Regions from separate parts of the Anas platyrhynchos genome. Here region 1 is linked to region 2. Evidence: chromatin contacts called from public Hi-C data. All regions are on one chromosome and are shown on one strand. The core of a region is the stretch at or near the end of the contact, and the rest is flanking DNA. Distances in the headings are between cores, read along the strand shown.

The links. Hi-C and Micro-C count contacts between places; a contact is called where the count stands out from the background.
Region 1: a Hi-C map of liver shows a contact between it and region 2, with 3 times the contacts expected there. The contact joins the enhancer-like site here to the promoter of STK31 in region 2. A contact is called at or near these places in 2 of 8 Hi-C or Micro-C datasets (liver and subcutaneous adipose tissue).

What each region holds. Positions count from the first base shown.
Region 1 is chr2:126,030,593-126,033,292 of IASCAAS_PekinDuck_T2T, reverse strand. The region is part of intron 4 of IGF2BP3 (insulin like growth factor 2 mRNA binding protein 3); the gene reads right to left. Among named protein-coding and RNA genes, the nearest start is that of MALSU1, 54 kb to the left of the region's middle. Within about 2 kb of position 1,427, at least 3 of the 8 cell types and tissues checked have an H3K27ac peak or open chromatin away from gene starts, as enhancers often do.
Region 2 is chr2:125,888,585-125,891,284 of IASCAAS_PekinDuck_T2T, reverse strand. It overlaps STK31 (serine/threonine kinase 31), which reads left to right and starts at 1,422. Exons shown (of 24, transcript XM_038175395.2): 1 at 1,422-1,617; 2 at 1,823-1,914; 3 at 2,024-2,076. The coding sequence starts at 1,544.

The DNA of each region.
Region 1 (2,700 bases), core at 178-2,677, 140 kb before region 2:
GACTGCGTCCACCTAGGTTTTAATCCACACGATTGAGTTCCTATTTTCTTAAAGGACTTTAATCAAACCAAACAGATTTGCAAGAAGTTTCCTCCAAAGACTGGAACTTGAACAAAAACAGAACACAATCCCTGTTGTGTCAAGGAAACTTGCTCTTTGCAGCACAGTACTCAATATACGCTTATGTTTTCATCACCTTGCTCATGCAGCAAGGTTGGAAGTGTGAGCAACACCACAGGGGCAGCCATTTAACCAGACTGTATTTAAAAATATACTAGTAAAAATATATATCAGCAGTGGTTGGGGCAGATGTGTGCGTGCATCTATTTTCCAGCGAGCTTTGTAGGGAGATGGATACTTTTAATAGAAGCAGCTGATCCAGTTGGGAAGAGTTGTGTGTACTCAAAACCAGATCCTCTATTGTAACTCACTGTCAAAACACTGAGCTCCACTCTTGCATGTGTTTCTTGCCTCACATGTATTTACTGCAACAGCCAGTTTCTATTCATATCCTTCCATTTTTTCATATTTCTCTTCATACTGTCTTTTCCTCTCCCCAAATTTTTCTCTCTAGCCCAAAGCCTCTAATTCTGCTGAAAAACAAACATGTTTTGTTTAAGCTGCTCTTCCGTAACACTCTTCGTGTACAGCCTTGTTGGGCAATCAGAACAAAATTCAAAGCCAAGTTGGTGGTGCAGCAGCAATTCTGATGAGCAGCTGAAAAGTTTATTTGTATAAACTTTTCATCTAAGCTAAAAAAAAGTCTTTCCTTTTCTTGAGCTCTTGTTCTAGCAGTTGTCTAAATTGGGTCTCCTGCTCTTGTTATAGCACAGATGTCTCTCTCACAAAAAGCCGCAGTCTTATGCTGTGGACTTTCATTCATCAGGCTCTAAAAGCCAGTTCTGACTTCATTATAAACAGCGTTACCCTACACCAAGCCCCACAAATCGCAACTGCTCTACAAGGGCTGCCTCACGAGCAAACACTACCCTTCAGCAGTGCTGAGAGCTCAAAGCCCACGTTGAAATATTCCGGTTTTCATGCAGATTTCCCGAGTTTAGAAGTGGAGCCTTTGAAAAAGCCAGAACAGTCATTTTCTGCACTATTTTGTGCATCTCTTCATACTGGGACTGTATGATTCCTGCCCTACACCAGAAAAAAAAAATTAGTCTCAAGGCATCGGGTATAGAAGAACAGTTTCCCTTATTGTTTCTCACACAAAATGCAGGAACTTCAGTGTTACTGCACAACCTAAAATTGTTTTCTTCACTCGTAAAGCAAGTGCTTTAGACCACCACCCTTACTTCCACAACTCTTAGAACACTGATCAGGAGTTAAAATTAGCCAACACAACTGAAATCACAAGCAGCAGAGGCAGAAACTGAGACAGGAGGATTAGGGTCATTCAGTAAAAGGCCACGTGGAAGCTTTTGGCAGCAAACACTCCGTGAGTGTTCCAGGTGATTTAACAAAAAAGGGGGGGGAGGGACTGGCAACAACATGAGGAAAGAAGTTGCTGGCACAAGTGGCATCTCTTTTTAGAAAGGAGAGGCAAGGTGAAAGAAAAGGAAAGAGCCAGGTGAGTATGGGGGGGGAGGCGGTGCTGGTAGCACTCCAGATATCAAGCCTGTTTGAACCACTGATGCCATCTGTACACCTTACGTGCTCTGTTGGCATATTTAAGCCCACAAAAAAAAAAATTAAATTCCACTAATGCAACACAACAGCCTGATGTAATCCCCACCAGGCCCTTGTGCACTTGCGACACGGGTGCATGAAGCAAGACCTCGCCTCAGCAGAGGAACCAGCGCTCGCCCAGCCCCACGACTTACAGCAACAGAAGGTCTTCAGAGCGGCTTCCTTTCGGCTTCAGTAATCTTTTGATTGGTAAAACTTGTATCCCCACTAGGGGGCCCGGCCAGCATAGCTTACAAGGAAAATTAAACATGAAGAAGCACATAATGAATCCCCGTGGAAGCCGTCATCTCTGCGAGGTGCAACCAAACAAGGCGGCGCCACCTGTGTGGAAGCCACCACAGGCCCCAGAGCTGGTGCTAGGCTGGCCTGGGCACTGCCACACGTCAGAGCACAAACACAGCAGCTTTGCCCGTTTTTACCAAATATAAGGTGAGACCAGAGCAGCGTGGACATGGAGGATCCAAACCAACACGTGGGCTGCCGGGATAAAGTTGCTTCAAAATGTCGTGAAGGCATTTGAATAGGCAAAGCCAGCTTGCAATGGCTCGGCACATTGCAACATGTGGTGATGGTGTTTTTCGTCTCGTAGGCCCTCCAATACCCAGTTTACTGTCTCATGAAACCATGACCATAGTCTGGAAGAATCAGAAAAATAAGTCTGGAAGCTGCTGAAGTCATTGTTTGCACACACCAGAAAGGCAGCGCCTGAAAACAATAACTCTGGCGTATTTACCACATCCCATACAAACCCTGGAGTGAATTCTTCTCCTGGGAACTTACAGTTGTATCCAAATGTTCAAAACTATTAATAAGTTTACCCTATAATACAACTGTGTTTAGGTGGCATTACCAGGGTTTTAAGAATGTAAAACTGAACCACAGAGAACAAAACCAAAATTGTCAGAAGGAACTACTAATTGAGTGACCAATTTGGACACCGAGGGCTTGATTTTCCACAGTGCTCAGCACTTCTGGGCATCCAAAGTGCAGCTTCAAAGCCAC
Region 2 (2,700 bases), core at 173-2,672:
GAAACCGAAAAACGGAGATTAAAATTTATAAAAAAAAAAAAAAAAAGTAAATATAGAAAAAATATTTTGATTTCAGTCCTCCAAGAGATTATTGCAAAGTAAACAGAGGACGTTTATTCCAATAATTTCATACTTATCCCCTATTTATTTCCACTTTTAGGAAATAACTTGTACTTTTATTAACTTTTAAAATTAAAAATACTTGCCAGTTTTAAATGCTTGCTTTCCCCAAATCCAGTCACACTAAACTATACTTCAGTCACCATGAACTGTTTTTTATTAAAGTTAATCTTTTAAAACCTTACTCAGTGCTTAAACATATTTAATGTTTCCATCTAAATGACACTACAAAATTACTACATTTATTTCATAATAACTCTTTGTAGCTGGAAAACGATTGAGAAAATATCATCTGCAATAAATATTGCTTAGGTGTTCGGATCACTTTTTACCCATATTGATGACTTCTAAGTAAAAAAAAAAATATGGTTTGTTTTTAGAAGGCTTACTTTTGACTTCTTGGTACTACTTGTGTAGAACTTTTTGCAGGATTTGTATTACTTATACATGAAAAAATCAGTAGAATATATTTTAAAACATTGTTGGCTGTGAAAACTGGAGACAGAAGTCATGTCCTGAGTGTAATTTGCAGACTTAACCAGAACTTCTCTTATTTAAAGTAACCAAACAAAAATTATCCTGAAAAATATCATTTTGAAGGATTGAAATTGTAACCTCCAATTCCACTGAAAAATCTCTCCGTACTTCTATTAAAACAATATTTATATATATATTTATATATACATTTTGGTAAAAGAGACCAGATGCCAAAGTGTTTGCCATTGCCATTGATCATTATATAAAAAGTTGTTTAACATGTAGTTGTTGGTGATCTGTTTTCTTGAGAGCAGCCATGAACTTTGAACATAACATCCTGGGATGGCTAAATTATCAGTTCATCTGTACAATTTGTGGGCAATATCTGCTGTTCAGCCAGACACATTAACCATTCCTGACTCTAATCAAGAAATGTGGCACGAGAAAAATGTTTTTGGGGTTTTGTCACAGAGTGCTCTAAAATATTAAAGGGTAATTGCATGGGTCTTAGGCAACATTTATGCACTTTCCATGTTTTAAATAGTTGGCTTTCAGAGGAATTATTTGCCATTATAACATTCAAGAGTAGAGACCACATATTCATCTTCTGAAAAGACTTAGGCGTAAGATGGCTATTCGTAGAAGTAAACACTGATCAGTGATCCCAGGGAAGGAGCTCCACCTGATGCTGCGCTCCCGATACTAGTTATAAAATGTGTGTCTTTCTCAGGTCTGGGAGGAAGGGCAGCGCGTAAATTGACAGCCAATTAACAGCACCAGCACAGAACCGCTTTGTCAAGCTGCCACACCTCTGATCAGCCCGGCCACCACAGCCCTTTAGGGCCCCCAAACGCCCCCGGGGGTGGACGAGGCACCCGGGCACCGCCCTACGCCCCCTCAGCGGGCCGGGGCCGCCATTTCACGGCCCGGGGCTGGCGGCGGGCGCATGCGCGGTGGCGGCGGAGGCACGTGTGGCCTCGGCAGGGCCCGGCCACCTCGGGTAGCGCCGGGCTGGGGGAGGTGGGGCTCTGCTCTGTGGCGCTTCCTCGCGGATTAAAAACCGCGTTTTTAGCAAAGAAAAGGGGCTCTGACGCGTTGGTGGCGCTGGTGGGGAGTTGGGGCAAGTGGTGGGAGAGCAGGAAGGGGTGGGGGGCGTGGTGGGGAGCGCTGGAGCAGGGTTTGGGGTTGCTGTGGGGTGCGGAGTCTCATTTTTGACCTGTGAAAGGCTCCGGGGCAGGGTCTGCGAGGAGCATCCCAAGGGGTGTGGTGGTGTCTCAGGACCTGCTGTCATGGATGGAGATGCAGAGTGCAGCAAAGGTAATGCGAGGTTTCTTTTAAAAACAAACAAACAAAAAACACCAACAGCATAATCTTACATTCAGGAGTAACTTAAATCTTCCTTACCGTGTCTTTTTTCTCCCTCAAGTTGAAGATGTTGTGGGCTGCCACGTTGAAGATGCCATAACGTTTTGGGCACAGGTGAATTTCAAGAGCTGCTTGGTTTTAATCAAGTGCTTCATCTTACTTGTCCCCTATGGCGAGTTTCTGTGGAAGTGAGAACTGGTAGTGTTTGTCTTAAAAAAAAAACATTAATTTAGATCTCAGAATCCAAGTACTGTACTACTTTAAACTGAATTTGGCTACTTCATCTTTCCTAAAGCATGAAAGGGAATTGCTTATCCATCCATTTGAGTTGTAGCTGGATTTTCACATGTACTTTGGGGTAGTGTGTGGGGGAAGAGTAGTTTTCATTAATTGATGTGGCAGAGAGAAGGGGAAATCTAGAAGGAGCCCCTAGGGTTGTCTTTTCTGTTTGGTCTGCTGGCTGTAGAGCTGTAACTGGTGTATGTTTTGTGGCGCTGCCTAGCTTGGAGCCAGTCACAGGAGGTGCTGCTGTTTACCTTATTGATAATACGGATTAGGGCAGAGAGACCAAGCTTTGCTTGCTCTGCCTATGTAACACCTCCTTTTTTATTAAAAAAAAAAAAGTTGATTTTTTAAATTGAAATATAATAATGATGGTTCATTTTCCTTTGGGTTCATACCCTAGGATTCTGAGACTCAGTTATGGTGTCTTATTTAGCATTGTAAGGTGTGAAAGTT